2 separate regions of the Capra hircus genome follow, and region 1 is linked to region 2. Evidence: chromatin contacts called from public Hi-C data. All regions are on one chromosome and are shown on one strand. The core of a region is the stretch at or near the end of the contact, and the rest is flanking DNA. Distances in the headings are between cores, read along the strand shown.

What was found. A called contact is a pair of places that touch in the nucleus more often than the background predicts.
Region 1: a Hi-C map of blood shows a contact between it and region 2, with 1.7 times the contacts expected there. The contact joins the promoter of NHLH1 here to the promoter of CASQ1 in region 2.

The regions. Positions count from the first base shown.
Region 1 is chr3:110,600,126-110,604,686 of ARS1.2, reverse strand. NHLH1 (helix-loop-helix protein 1) reads right to left here and starts at 3,086. Exons shown (of 2, transcript XM_005677219.3): 1 at 2,811-3,086.
Region 2 is chr3:110,439,446-110,443,579 of ARS1.2, reverse strand. CASQ1 (calsequestrin-1) reads right to left here and starts at 1,858. Exons shown (of 11, transcript XM_005677230.2): 1 at 1,262-1,858. The coding sequence starts at 1,540. The region is part of intron 3 of LOC102185883 (a long non-coding RNA gene); the gene reads left to right.

The sequences.
Region 1 (4,561 bases), core at 1,837-4,336, 160 kb before region 2:
AGAGGAAAGCTGGAAAGAAGGGAGGAGACCCAGAAAGTCAGCAACTGGAAAGGAGGAGAACCCATGAGAAGAACACAGGGCAGGATAAAACTAAACAAGAGGATTAAAGACCTACACGTAGGACCTAACGCTGTAGCTCCTAGAAGCAACCGCAGAGGAAAAGCTTCATGACATTGGACTTGGCGATGATTTCTCACATGACACCAAAAGAACAAGAAACAAAAGCAGAAATAGACAAACGGGACTACATCAAACTTAAAGTCGCCTGTGCATCACAGGACACAATCAGCAGACTGAAAGGGCAGCAGGAGAGAATATTTGCAAATAATATGGATGATAAAGGATTAATATCGAGTAGTATAAAGAACTCCCACAGTTCAATGAAAAAAAAAAAAAACTTGACCAAGAAATGGGCAAAGGACTTGAAGACATTTCTCCCAAGATGATATACAAAAGGCCAGCAAACATAAGAAAAGATTATCAACATCACTAATCATCAGAGAAATGCAAATCAAAATCACAATGAGATGTAACCTCACACTTGTTAGGATGATTATTGTCACACACACACACACACACACACAACAGGATGGGGAGACATTGGGACACTTTGCCCTGTTGGTGGGATTGTAAAATGGTGCAACTGTTATGGAAAGAGTATGCAGTTTCCTTTAAAAATTAAAAATAGAAGTACCACATGATCTCACAATCCCACTTCTGTATATATGTCCAAGAGAATCGAAATCAGGATCTTGAAGAGATGTCTGCACCCCCATGTTCACTGTAGCATTATTCACAGTAACTAAAATATGGAAACAACCCAAACGCCCATCAAAAGATGTACGGATTAAAACACGTGGCATATACTGACAATGGAATATTATTCAGCCTTAAAAGGGAAGAAAATCCTATCACCAGTGCTACAGTATGGAAGAACCTTGAGGACATTATGCAGAGTGAAATGAATCAGTTGCAAAAATACAAATACCCTTTGATTCCACGTTCTATGATGTATCTAAGTAGTTAGCAGAAAGTAGAATGATGCTTCAAAGTCTGAGGCCAGGAGTTGGGGAGGTATTGCTAAAAAGTTACAGAGTTTCAAGTTTCCAAGATGAAAAAGTTCCAGAGCTCTGTTTCACAACAACATGAATATACTTAACATTATTGAACCATACGCTTAAAATTTCTAATTTTATGTTATGTGTTTTTATCACAATAAAAAAATGTTTAATAATTAAAAGGACAGAGGACTGAGCAAGACTGGAGCCGCAGCTCCAAGGGAAATGGGCTATGGCTCTAAACCTCTCCCAGTTGTGAGGGAAACGTTGCAAGCCTTGGCCCTGCCACCCCCGCCCTCCCAGGGCCCCTCTCCACCCTGGCTGCTTCCGGATGTGTGTGTGGAGGGGTACGGGTGATAAACACACAGACTGCCCTTTGTAGAGTGGACTGGAGCATTTGGAGCTCAGCACTGCTACCCAGCTCAGTCCTTCCCAGCCCCCAAACCCCACACAACAGGACCGTAGCAGACGTCAGATCCTACCACCCTTACCGCTAGAATCAGGGGGACGTAGCTCCTTGGGCAACGGTCCCCCTGCCCAGGACAGCCCCTTCCTCCAGCTCTGTCATCAACACCCTCGACCTTGCTGCTCCCTGGCCCTTTTAGCAACTGTGCAAGGAAAACTGGGGAAAGGGAATGTGATCAGCTCTCCATTCCGCAGCCTCCCCCAGCTCAAAGGCAGTTCAGAGATGGTCTGCACAGGAGGATGGGGATAGCTTTGGGGACCTCTGTTTGGGGCGTGGCTAGGGTTTGCTTATCTCTGGGAGCAGAGGAGGTCAGGGAGAGGCAGCTGGAACATGGGCCGGGAAAGGCTGAGGAAAGGGCTTCACTCTGGGGGAATGTCAAGCCGAAACAGCGGATCACTCACTGTGGGCTCTGCGGACCTAACTTCCAGAAACAGAAGCACAGAGGCTCCTTTGCCATCCCTTCCTCACCAGCCTGAGTTCTCCTGCCTGAAGCAGACCTTCACAGGGGTCAGGACTCCCCAGCCTTGCTCCGCCCCACCGTGCAGAAAAGAGCCTCAACCGAGTTGTTCACTAACAGTAAGCTCTGAGGGTTGAGGGGTGTGAGATCATCACCATCTGATGCATGTACAAACACAACCATAAGAAAAACAGAAGGAGGTGAGTGCTGAAATTTAGGACACACTCCACATTCCAGGATTCAAAGGAACAGGAAGAATGCACGGCAACAGCGCAGGAGGCCCTGAGGTCAGCGCCTCCCAGTACGTCTTCAGTGCTGCAGCCCCCACTCCCACGCTCCAGGAGTTCAGTGCCGGGTTCTCCACGCCGGTCACAGCCCGGTTCCCCCTCTCCCCGGCCCCCACATTCCTTCATCCCTGATCACTTTACCCTTCCTTCCCTCAGCCCACTCCATCTGCTCCCAACCGGACCCCAGTCCCATTGCCACCTGCCCCACTGTCCTCCCCAACTCCAATCTGCACAGCAGCGTCTATTTACCCATCAAGTCAGTCCTCACCCCAAAATCCACTTCTGCTCTCAAAGTTCCAGGCTCCGAAGATCTGCAGTTCCAAGCATCCGGGGAAGGACTTCCTGCCCCGCTTCTGCCATCCCCAGCCCCACTGAGAATGATAGGCACAAAGAGTCCAAGGGGAGAAGTGGGTAAGAGGGAGGTCCAGGGATTCAGGGAGACACGGCACGAGACAGAACTAGAGGGAGGCTCTGGGAGAGGACTTGAGCCAGAGAACGGGAGGGACACGCCCAGCCTTCCCAGCCCGTGGTTCCCCCTTTACCTAGGAGGACCCTGTGAGGGGATCCAAACTGGCAGGTCAGGGGGCCAGCGCTGACAGCCCCAGTCTCCTCTGGCTGCTCAGAGCTCATCCGTCTGCAAAGTTACTGACCAGCTTTCTAGACCTCTCCAGGGCAGCGTGGCATGGCTGCACAGGCTCCAGGGCAGATGAGAGGGGTACACATGTTGGGAATTAGAGGGCCCAGGTGGAGGTGGTGAGCTTAGCCAGGTACTGGAGCCACCCACACTCACATGCACACACACACTCACAGACACACACCTGAGCTGGCCCAGCCCTATGTATATATATGGAGATACGCACACACACCCCCAGCTCTCCATTGGCTGGCCCAGCCCTCCTTTCTCATCAATATTAAACAGTCAGGCCAGGCAGCCATTGGCAGAGAGATCTGGGAACCCCCCTGGGAGCTGGGGGCGGGGGCTGGCCCTGGGGGGGGCGGGGAGTGGGGGAGCAGGGACATCTGTTCTCCATGCATATTTCATAAGCAAGAAATGGAGAGCTGGGGAAGGGGTGGGGCTGGGGCGAGAGCCAGGGCAGGATCGCAGATGAACCCCCTCAGTCTCTCACACCAGAGGCGGCAGGGACAGAGGCCCCTGGCAAGCCAGGTTAAACCATGGTCCCATTCGGAGTCCCAGCTGGACTGTGATAGCCCCTTCCCCTGTCTCCTTTTCCCTGGGAGAAAGACTCCCCAAGGTACTAACAGGGAAGTCCAGAAAAGAGCTAGTGGACAGCACTAAAGCACGGAAGAGGACCCTAGAGCCCTTACCCTCACCAAGCTCTCATTCTTTGCAAAGCTGGCTCCCACCAGCCCCCTTGCCAGGCTACCCGTGGCTACTGTTCAGGCCCCTGCCCTCATCACCCCTGAGACTCACCGCACCCTCTTATCCAGCCCCCAGCCTTCCACCTACCCCATCACCAGAGGAGGAGTGGGGTCAGATGCCTGACGCAGATCCTACAAAGGGTTTTTCTAGGCTGGCTGGCCTAGTCGGACCCACTGGGAATTGGGGACTCTCAGGAGGAAAGAGGTAAGGCTAAAAGGAGCAGAGCACAGGAGTGCCGAGAGAGGAGGAACCGGGGTGGGAAGGACATTGGGGGAGGAGGGCAGGGCACCCAGGCAGGCGCCAAGCATGCTGGGGCATCAGATGAGCAATGCAGGAAACCAGCTATAAAATAATATGCAAATGGACATTGATTAAGTTCACATCAATAGCTCAGCTGCCTCCAGTCCGCGTGTGCATGTGTGTGCGTATCTGAGGGGGTGTGTTTGTGTGAGATGAAGGTGGCAGGAGCAGGGAGCAAGGGGAGCACCACAGAGAGGCAGTAGGCTTTGCTTCAGTACCTAAAAGTTCTCTTCCCCACTCAGCTGTTGAGCGTCTTCCCTGAACCTTTGTGAAGATCCAGAAATGAACCATGGCTGGGAAGACTCCAGAGACTGTATGCTACAGTGAAGAAAGCTCTGTCAGCTGTGTGACTTTGGACAAGTAACTTAACCTCTTGAGCCTCAGTCATGTCCAACTGTTAGCGACCCTCTGGACTGCAGCCAGCCAGGCTCCTCTGTCCATGGAATTTTCCAGGTGAGAATGCTGGAGTGGGTTGCGATTTCCTTCTACAGGGGATCTTCCCGACCCAGGGATTGAACCCACATTTCTGGCATCCCCTGCATTGGCAAGTGGATTCTCTACCACTAGCACCACCTGGGAAACCCTCTTAAACCTCAACCTTTCTTTTCTGTA
Region 2 (4,134 bases), core at 609-3,108:
GCTCAGATTCTCAGGAGGACAGGGCAGGGAGACGGTTGGCAGGTGGATGGCCAGGGATGCTGAGCACTCAGGATAAAAATACTCAGCTCATTAATCAGATGGCAGGTTCCAGCATGCGGCAGGGGCACACAGAACTGAGAGCCTGCAATCCTGGTGTCTTGCCCTGAAATACTCCAAGCTCTGGGCAGGCTGGGGCCTCTGTGCTGTCAAGCTAGAGGAGGAGCTGCAGCAGCTTGGACAAGGAGACTCCAACACATCCCGGCTCCAGGAGGGCTGTGTGACCAAGTCTCCAATCATTTATAAACACGGGCTTTTTTCTTGTAACAATAGGCCCTCTCTCCTTTATGCCTGAGGTCAGCTAGCGGGTGAGGAGAGTCTTCCCACAAAGACAATTTGGGGAAGGCCTGGTGAAGCCGCCTCCAAACACAAAAATTTTCCAGTCCACGTGCCCAGCTTGATCCAGTAGGGGCAGATGGGATGGGGGAGGAGAGAGGGGCCTGAGAGGCCAGTGGGAGGCATGGTGGGCTCCATTACACCTTTAGCTATGAAATCACTGACATGCAGCCTTCTCAGATGGCTCAGTGGTAAAGAATCTGCCTGCCAAGCAGGAGATGTGGGTTCCATCCCTGGGTCGGGAAGGTCCTCTGGAGAAGGAAATGACAACCTACTCCAGTATCTTGCCTGGGAAATCCTATGGACAGAGGAGGCTGCTGGGCTACAGTCCATGGGCTCACAAAAGAGTCAGACACAACTTAGCAACTAAACAATGCCATGCAAATAAAATGTCATTGACATTTCTATTTATACCGTTTGGAACTCTTTGGAGTGCAGCCCCTAAAGTGTGTAGAGAACGGGCACGTTCTGGCTAGGACAGTAGATTTGGGGATGCACGGCAATTCCTCTCCTTCCCATGAAGAAAGTCTCTTTTCCTTTTTTGCACCCCCTTTGGGGTGCCCCCAAGGTCACCCCAGTCCTAGCCAAACCTAGTACTTCCAGCCTCCGCTAGCATGGAGGAGAGATTCTCCCTGCAGCTCCCCTCTTTGCTACCATTGCCTGGCTACGGGTGTACTTTGGGGTTCCTGAATCCCTCTCTCTTTTGGCCAAGGTCATATGCCACTTGTGTCCTGTTAGTGGAAGCAGGATCCTGCTGCATTGCCTTTCCCCCCAACCCCACCCTCAAAGATCCATGTGGCGTTGTAGGAGGGAGGGGTGCAGAGAGGGGCTGAGCCTGCTCTCCCAGCCTGCAGACCCCATCACTCACCTCCAGGATCAGCTCCTCCATCTCAAACTGTCTTTGTGAGGCCTTGTCGTCCTCAGGGGGTTCGTGGTAGAGCAGCGCCAGCACCTCGTACTTCTTGAACACGTTCTTGTAGTTCTTTGCGTTGACATTGACCACACGGTCCACGCCATCATACTCAGGGAAGTCGAGCCCTTCCTCCCCCTGCACCCCTGACTTGGGTGTCCCCAGCACCAGCAGGAACAGCAGTGCCAGCCGCAGGCCGGGCACAGCTCTGGCCCCCATCCTGTCTGCAGTGCTCATGGAGGTAGTGGGGTCTGGGTCAGCGCGTCTCGTCTAGAAGAGGTCAGCTGGGGTAGGGAGGGGCCCCTGGGTCCCAAATCCTGAGTTGGGGGCTCACAGTGGGGGTGGGGTGGGGAATGGCCCAGAGCAGTGGACAGAGGACCCTGCCGGCCCTGGAGAAACTGCCGACAGAGCCAAGAGAAAAAGGGTCAGAGGAGGAATAGGAGCAGGGGGCGGGGAGGGAACCGGAGCTGCCCCTGAGGTTGGCACCCCTCGGCCCCCACCTGGTCCCGTCTAAATATGTCTCCAGGATTGGCAGGGGAGACGGATAACCTTCTGAGGCCAGGGCGGCTCCACAAGGGCCGGGATCCTCCTACCTCCACCACCTCTCACCCAGGCTCCCAGAGCCTCCTTCCCCTCCCCCGCACCCAATGTCCAGGGCTCCTCAGCCCCTGTCCCCACACTGGCCTAAGAGCTCATCACCATATTAAGAAAGGAAAAAGCTGGAGCTAAAAATAAGATGAGATGAGTCGGAGGTAAATGAAGCTGGGGCTGGGGGAGGGAAGGCTTGGGAGTAATTAGGGAGAGTTGAGGGAGGGCAAGGGTACTCAGAGAGAGGGAAACTGGGCTGTATTCCGGGTCAGAGGTTGGACTGGTGATACATTCATAAAGGAGGGACAGGAACAGTATTGCCTCTGAGTCCTAAAACCTGGGGCTCTCCTCTGGGTCAAGTCTGTTTGTTTGATCCTGTGGAGGAAGGCGGGGAGTACAAATGCAATCCAGGCTGCAGGAAAGAGACCCCTTGCACTTCCCTTTAAAGAACCAAGACCAAGGATGAGATCATTCCCCGAATAAAAGATGGAGCCGCGTCCAGGACCGGCACCCTGGCTCAGCTCCAGCCAGTTTCCTTTGCTTCACTCAACACTCCTAACTGGAGAATGCAGGGGAAGGACGGGGCGTGGGGCGTGAAGTGCTGGCCCACAGCCACCCTGGGAGATGCAGATCTGGGGCTTCTCTGCCCACAGCCCTGAGATGAGAAGGAGAGAGTCATTCGGCTGCGGCCTCCTGCTGGTACTCTCTACTCTGATCCTATGGGACTGGTTTTCTAGGGCACGGTGGAAAGGAGGCTTCCCCAGGATGAATGATTCCAAGGAAAGCAAGTTGCGACTACTCATTCCTACGTCTTTGACAAGACAAAAAGGACCAGGTATAAAGAATAAGGGGAAAAAATTAACACTGGGGAAACGTGAGGAGGTGGGGCCCTGAACCAAGGATGTTGATTAATCCTGTGCACTAAGCGTCAAAACAGAGCTGGGAGGATGGGCCTCTCGCTTCCTGGATCCCAGCTTGGGGGTGAGGGCAGAGTGGATGAGTTCAACTCTGGGTACCTTGAAGGAGGGACCCTTTTCATGGCCCCATCACCACCCAGGGCTCATGCACAGGTAAACTGAGGCACAAGAGAGGCCAGAGAGAGGCTAGCCAGATCGAAGTCGGCAGCCCCATTCCTGCCCGGAGGTATCTCTGATGGTGGAGGGGCAAGCATGTGTTTTGCACCATGAAATTATGTTAGGGGAGGAATTTTTCCCCTCTCCCGTGGGGCAGACCTTACACAGCTAAGCAAGGAAGGCCAGGAAAATATCTCAGGAATGTGGCAGGAGTGCATCCAAGAGAGGCAGCTGTTGTTGAGCAGGAGAGGCCAGATGTCGCTAAGCAGGGCATGTTGGAGCTGGAGAGACCCCAGAACCCATCTCCTGGAGTCAGGGAGGCCAAACAACGCTCTCTACCACCGCGCAAAGACTACAGGAGAGAAGGGCAGACCCACCCAGAAGTCCACGACCAGATGATGTCCAGCCCCAACTCCTCCTGCCGTGCGCACTCTGGGGGTGGGGGTGGGGGGACACTGAGACAGACACTGGGACATTAGACTCAGTTCATCCTGAATCTGACCTTTCATATCCCCGGGTGTGAGATGGGATGAAGGCCCAGGCCTGCTCCATTCTCCCCTCCTCTCCTGCAGTTACCAGGCTGCTTCATCCTGTCCTGCTCCCTCTCCTCGCCCCTGGCTCTGCAGAGACACCCGGAGCCTTTCCAGCAGCTGCAGCCCTCCTCTCCTCCCTGTCCTCCTTTCTGATGCTTTCCTCTCTACTTTCTACTCGGTCCTTTCCCTCTAGGCCCCTGCCTTCAGGCTCAGCCACTGGTATCAAATGACCCTAAGTTGGGGCCTCTGTATTTTTAACCCACCAGACACCCGAAGCTCCTGCTACTGAAACCTGAGGAGCTGGTTTCACACTCCCCTCTCCCTACCTCACACACACACACACACACCCTGGCCCCTCTGTCTCCCAGGGTCTGGTTCAGCCCTGTCAGCAGCGGGGAAGGACCCCAGACTGATACAGCCCTGTCCCCAGGAGACCTTGTGTTGGAGGAGGAGGGGAGCAGGTGGGAGAGAGACCTCTGAGGAGGGTGTGCCCGGTGTAGGGGGAAAGTGGCAGGTGTCCCTTACAGACGGGCCTTCTCTTTGCTAGCCCACAGCCTCTCATCCGCCAGACTCCTTTTTCATGAGGCATTTGTAGATTTTTGGCCCAGCCTTCATTGTAAGACTAGCCTGAAAAGTG